Linked DNA regions of Mus musculus: region 2 is linked to region 1. Evidence: chromatin contacts called from public HiChIP or PLAC-seq data. All regions are on one chromosome and are shown on one strand. The core of a region is the stretch at or near the end of the contact, and the rest is flanking DNA. Distances in the headings are between cores, read along the strand shown.

Region 1 (3,211 bases), core at 433-2,932:
CCCATCCTCTTCTCCACTGGACTTCTTTCCATTGAAAGGCTGACGCCTCCTTGACCTTCAGGAGGAAACAGAAGGCTATTGAGGGTTTTGCTCTGAAATGAGGGAAGAGGGAGAGAGCTTAACTAGGAAGTCTACCTTGGTTAGTGGCTCACTCCTTCATCTTGATGAAGTACGCCAAACAAAGAACTTTATATTTTTCTTTGGGGGAACAGGTAAGCAGGTGCATGTGTGCATGTAGGTACACATATACATGCACACGCACATACACATACATAGGTGCTTGTATGTGTGCAGAGGCCAGAGGTCAGCTTGCTTGTCTTTCTCAGTCACTATCCACTAGCTACCTTTAAAACAGTCTTTCACTGAACCTGGAACTCACAGATTAGGCAAGACTGCCCGGCCATTGAGCCCCAGGGATGCCCCTGTTTCTGCCTCCCCAGTGCTGGGCTTACAAGTGGCTCGCCCATCTTATTGATGTGTGTGCTCACACTTGCATGGCCAGTACTTTATTGCCTGAGTCATCTCTCCATCCCTGGGCCCTCATATTTTCCAACTTCTTCTTGAAGGCATTGGGACAGACTAAAGGGTCCCAGGGCTTCCTTTTCTCTTCAGGTTTGTTCAGTAGAACTAAACAAAAGTAACACAGTTGCTAATCTGGTGTCCTTTGAGGAATCTTAAAATACATCCCAGATTGCAAGGTAGTCTTGAAAAATCCTACTAGTTGGTGATTTTTGGATCAAGGACTGAAAGCTGGAAAACAAACAAACAAAACAAAACAATTGACTTACTGTGTAACGAGAAAATGTGTGGCCACTGGCTCATTATCATCTGCATAAACCAAGCTGTTCTACAAGTCAGCAGTAGGTTAGGTAATTTTGGGCTGGGGCTGAACGGGTCACAGGTCTTAACCTCTCATTGGACAAGGTTATAGCAGCTGTAACCTTGTGTGCTGAAGAGATGTCTGGGCTCTAGATAAAGCAGGGGAGAACACAGTTAGTTGCTGACAGTCTCAGGTCACAATCCACCACAGCTGCCACTGATGTCACCTCATCCTTGCTTGATACCTTTCCTATTTAAAGCCCATACCTCTATCCACAGTCATCTGTGAGTTCAAGAAGAACAAGAAGGCCCCGTGATTATCTCCCTGTCCCTGCCATACCTAAAACCACCAGCTTACACTTACGCTGCCTTTCCTTCTGTAAACTTACAAGGTAACATCTGCTTCAGAGGCAGATGTTTGCCCCAGAATGTTCGCTCGATCGCTCGTTCGCTCTTCTGCTCATTGATGCTTTTCTGGTTAACATCTAACTATCCTACTCATTAGTTCTTAATAATACTTTTTGCATCCAAGCCATGCCAAAGATGCTCTCTTCAGCGCTCTGCCATTATTGTCGCTTCTGGTGCTGTTGAATTAGCGCTGCTGAATAAAGGGAAAGTAAAAATAAGCCCCTCGAAAGAAGGCCGCTGCGCTGCGTGTAACAGCTCTGTCTTTGCAAACTGAAACAAGCTGAAATCAATTAAAAGTGTGTGTTGAGAGAATGCTTCTCAGCTGCCTAATTGTGCCACCTCTGCTTCGGGGCCAAAGTTTGACTCTCTGCCAAATTGCCATCAAAAACGGGCGGCCAGCAGTCACTGCTGCACCGCAACTGCGGGAGCCGGACTAATGAAAGAAGCCCGGTGCATTCTGGGGCCAGGTGCACAAAGACTCCACTTCCCAGAAGCACTCCTCCACTGTATGGCTCTACCAACAGACTCGAGGGTCCTCAGTGATAAGGGCATTATGACAGCGGGATATCTTATCCCACCTGGGGTGTCTTCAGTCTGACTACTTTAACAGATTACCTAGTTCTGCAGAGCCACAGAACTATGTCTGAAACCCTCTCAAAAACTACTTTTTAAGATTTATTTTTGTTTATGTGTAGGTGTGACCATGTGAGTTCGGATGCCTATGAAGGTCAGAAGAGGGCATTAGGTCTCCTGGAGTTCAGGTGGTTGTGAGGCACCCCAACTTGGGTGCTGGAGGAGCCCCACTTTTAACCACTGACTTGTCTCTTTGACCCCTGAACACTAGTTTTGAAAATAACTCTAACTTTAATGTCTTAAGAGGCCAATGCCACTGTCAAAACAGTTGAAGAAACCAAAATATAAACAAAACTAAAGCTGATTTATCTGATAAGAAAAGCATATATATTCTTCAAGGAACATGGGCCAGCACAATGTACTGTTTGGAGATCAGGAGAAAGGATTCTTAATAAATCATCAATGATGATTTCCATGGATACAACAAAGATATAGTCACCATATTGTTTACCTTTATGTGACCATCCCCTATAGAAAAAAAGCTAATTATAAGAATCATGGTCATTAGCAAATATAAGACTCGCTTATGAGGCTTAGGACATTGTCAAATATGAAAAAAAAAAGGAACTTATGTCAAACCCAGAAAATGTTCAGAGTGTGGAATTCTCTGTGCCCTGCATTTCTGAGACCCCATGAATTCCCATGCAACCCTAGAGCATGTTCTTATACTTTTTATAGAAGGTTCCTCCTTTCAGCCTAAGCAGCTGTCTTTCAGCAAAGATTACTTGGCAAACACTGCTTGATCAAGTATAAATCAGATACGCTCCTCTGAAATCTAAACCTACAAAGACTATGTCCCATAACACTCCATAAAAATGAAACACAGAAACACTACATTATTGCTGCCAAAAGCAATAGAGAAACTATGAATGAAAACGATTGCTGGGCGTGTCTTCTATGAGATTTCATGTAAACAACCTCCCCTATTATCTGACTCTCTACCATCGGATAGGCTTACATGTTGCAAATTGAAATGAGGATCACTTGTGAGGAAATTAAAATGTTATAAACTGCCCTGGGTGTTGTTGGCACTGCTAAAAAAAAAAAAAATGTTGAGGACTAACCACAATCAAAACCTCATTCCTCTTCAGTCAACAGATTCCATCTGACGCTTAGAAGCAGGGTGCCAAGAGAATCGGTGAGGAGAATGGCAGCTCTTATGGGCTCCCCTCTTTAAATGAACCCTGAGGAGTCCAGGGTAGTGCATGGGTAAATCACACAACATTCTCTCTCCCAGACTTCTTATTCACACCCTGACCTCTGACACACTTTCCTGTCCCTGCCTGTGTCTGCCCTCAGCAATCCGCATCATGATCCTGGCATTCTCCTATGCTCCTGAGTTACTCTAGTC
Region 2 (3,211 bases), core at 326-2,825, 520 kb before region 1:
TCATTGTAGCTGATGCTTGTATTCCAAGAACAGTAAAGAAGAAATAGGAGGAATTTTGCAGTTTGCTGGCCAGCTAGCATAGCCAACTTGATAGACTCCGAGCCAAATTGGAGACACTATTTCGAAAAACACAAGGTGGTTGTCACCTACAGAATGACAGCTGAGGTTAACGCATGGCCTTTGCAAGCACTTAAAAACACACCTGCATGCATAAAGAACGTGAACATGAGTACGTTTTAACAGTACTGAGGATGGAACCAGGGCCCCACACATGCCAGGCCAGCTCTCTACAACAAAGCTACAGGCTCAGCCTAGTTTTATTTTGAGACAGGATCTTGTGAAGTGGCCCGGATTGGTCTTGAACTCTGAGTCCTCCTTTCTCTGTCTCCTGGGCATGATTAAAGACTTACCTCAACAGATCCAATTCAGACAAACATTTAAAAAGAGAACTTACTCTGGTAGAAAATGCTGATGTCACATGCAAAGGACCCATTATGAATGAAGCTGAGCCAAAGCCCATGTTCTGTGGGGATTTCTATCGCTTGGCATTGCTGGAATTTTATACCAGAGAATTCTTTGCTCTAAGGTTGTCTTGGGCCTTGTGGATGTGTAGCACTCTCCATGGCCTCTCCTTATTAGTTGCTGGGAGCTCTTTCCAGATGTGATAATCTAAAATGTTTCCATATGTGGACATTCTTGATCCCCCGAGAACTCCCTGCATGAGAGGATGGTTTCCTGGATAGTAAGCTCTGGGGAAGCGGGTAGGGACTGTTCCTCTGCTGGAAAATGGGTAGGATAGTACCCAAGGTTCCCACTGTCACTTTGGCCTCCTGTACTTTTCTGACTTGCCAGAGATTAGTGTTGGCCTTTATGATGGGAGGCAGAACAGCCATGTAGCCTCAGACAGTGATACCGAAAGAAGCCCCAAAGGCCTCTCTTACTTGAGAGTCTTCAGCTTGCTGACAGGAAGGTTGCTTTCTTTGCTTTCTACGGCTGATAGACTTGGGAGAAAGAAGACGAGTTATGCACATCTTCCCCAAGGACACCAACCCCTCACTCATCTCCCTAGTGTGGCGTGAGACTGCCTCTCAGAAAGGAAGTCCCTTATCTCTAGAATGTCCTGCATAGGAAGTCAGGACTTGCCACTAATTCTCAGGAGGCAGGAGACAGAACAGGCACAGAGCTGGGAATCTATCAGCTGGAGTTGTAGGGCATCCCCACAGTTCACTTATGCAGCCGGCAGGCACAGAGCCCACTCACCCATGAATTCCTTTCACTTTCCTGGTAATAGAAGTTGATCTTGAATCTAAGTATCGCTGTTATGCTATCAAACCCTTAGCATGGCTTCTTTGAGAGGCAAGGACAGGCAGCTGTTGAATGACAGAGATGAAGAGGGTAAAAGTTGGCTGTGGAGTTTTGATATATTTCATGTGGATTTCGTTTCCGATGCTTTTGCGTCAAACAAACAAAAAATTTCAAGACTCTGGCACTTCCTGGGTGTAAAATCAATAGTGGATGACATACTTTACAAGAGGCATTTTCTGTGGTTAGTGTCTTTTCACACCTTTCTTCTGGCACTTAGAATCTAATCATTTCTCTGCGGTAGGAGACATCAGCTATAGGAAACTGGTTGAACTCAACCAATCAATGCAAGTGACTTGCTCATCTTGCTCTCCTCCTCAGGAAAAAAAAAATAACAGAGGGCTGTTCATTTTAGGTTCAAGTCCTCTGACCCGATGCTTAGTTCATGCTCACTATGGCTAAGCTGAAGACAGCAGTGGTCGTGGTCCTTCTAATGACCGTGGGGTGGTAGTCTAGTGAAAAGAAGACACCAGCAAACAAACAGAACAATAGGTGTCCTCATTCACCAAGCCATGTAAGTAAATGAAACAGCAGTCATTTCCCCCAAACAGGGATCAGTTTACAGGAATAACAGCTCAAAGGGTGAGCTGGCTTGAACAGGGGGAAGATGAACAATATAGGGACGCGGGGATGGGGACAAGGAAGGTTTTGAGTAAGTTAAACCTCCTGACTGACAAAGAACCTACAGTTGCAGAGCCAGGCGGCTGAAGCATCCTTTTATTCAGAACTCAAAGGAAGCTATTCAAGCCCAATATGGTTTGATTTAGCAGATATTAACTGCAGCTAAAGACATGCAAATAGAATGCGTCAGTCAAGGGAGAGCGAGATAAACAGGAGAAACCTACACTGGCTAAGAAAGGAGAAGAGAACAGAGATTGACATTTAAAGAGCAGATGAAAAGGATATGACAACCCAGAGAAAGGGAAGATGTGTACCTGAGACACAGAAGGGAGGGGAAGAGACACGAAGGGGACAGACCCAGAGGTGTCCCCTCGCACCCCCTGGCCTCTTACAGAGGAGACAGTTGTTCCTGAGCTGCAGGTCACGCAAACACGACACAGGCATTTCTTAATAAATACTTGTTAGGTGGCTCAATGCACACACAAAATGACCTTCCATTCTAGATGTAACTTCAGATTTTATGCTGAACTGTATTAATTCGTTTTGGTCCTTTGGAGATGGTTAATACCACAAACAGCTTTAGTGATGAGTCTCCAACAGCTATTCTTTTAGAGGTCTCCGTGAACCTGACCCTATACCCCTGACATGGGCTGTCATCACGCAATCAATTAGAAGGTCATGGTACAGTAGTTGGGCCATTGCACTGAGAGTCAAGAGACCAAAGTTCCAAAATTGACTCTGCTGCTAAGTGGTGATGATGCTGAGCCAGCCACTTAACCTTTCTGAGCTCTTCTTTTCTCCCAAGTCACACAAGTGCTGTGGACTAGATAGTTGTCAGGACCCACTTATGAGACAGGAAGAATGCATATTACCATATTATTAGTCATTTTACCAGGTCTCTATTCTGCCCTGTATGGTCCAGTGTTGGACTACTGATATTTTTTTCTACTCACCCTTTCTTTATTTTGCCAGCTAGTGGCTCTGCCAACACTGCCTTACATGATCAGTTCTGGACATGTTTACCCATTGGTATTATCTGAAGGTGGTTATTTACTCTCCTTGGTTCTGATTGGGTGTTGGGGGACTAGGGGGAGGAATTGGAAGACCACAGCCGACAGGGAGTGGTGCACTTTCATGATGCTCAGAATAAAGGGGTATGATTCAGTTGGCTTCCCTGACATAGTCCCGAGTTCACTGTAGTGCCCTTAAAGACTACATTCATGCCTCT

Evidence for each region. HiChIP or PLAC-seq counts read pairs in DNA pulled down with a chosen protein or histone mark.
Region 2: an H3K27ac HiChIP or PLAC-seq map of oligodendrocyte precursor cells shows a contact between it and region 1, with 5 times the contacts expected there. The contact joins two enhancer-like sites. A contact is called at or near these places in 1 of 484 Hi-C or Micro-C datasets (embryonic stem cells) and 5 of 115 datasets of contacts at active chromatin or transcription factors (embryonic basal ganglia, embryonic forebrain, embryonic stem cells and 2 more).

The regions. Positions count from the first base shown.
Region 1 is chr9:68,790,607-68,793,817 of GRCm38.p6, reverse strand. The region is part of intron 1 of Rora (RAR-related orphan receptor alpha); the gene reads right to left. Among named protein-coding and RNA genes, the nearest start is that of 9530091C08Rik, 27 kb to the right of the region's middle. Within about 2 kb of position 1,682, at least 19 of the 459 cell types and tissues checked have an H3K27ac peak or open chromatin away from gene starts, as enhancers often do. A contact at or near this core is called in oligodendrocyte precursor cells, where this site is marked.
Region 2 is chr9:69,312,970-69,316,180 of GRCm38.p6, reverse strand. All of the region lies in intron 2 of Rora (RAR-related orphan receptor alpha), which reads right to left. Among named protein-coding and RNA genes, the nearest start is that of Gm46153, 9.0 kb to the right of the region's middle. Within about 2 kb of position 1,575, at least 24 of the 459 cell types and tissues checked have an H3K27ac peak or open chromatin away from gene starts, as enhancers often do. A contact at or near this core is called in oligodendrocyte precursor cells, where this site is marked.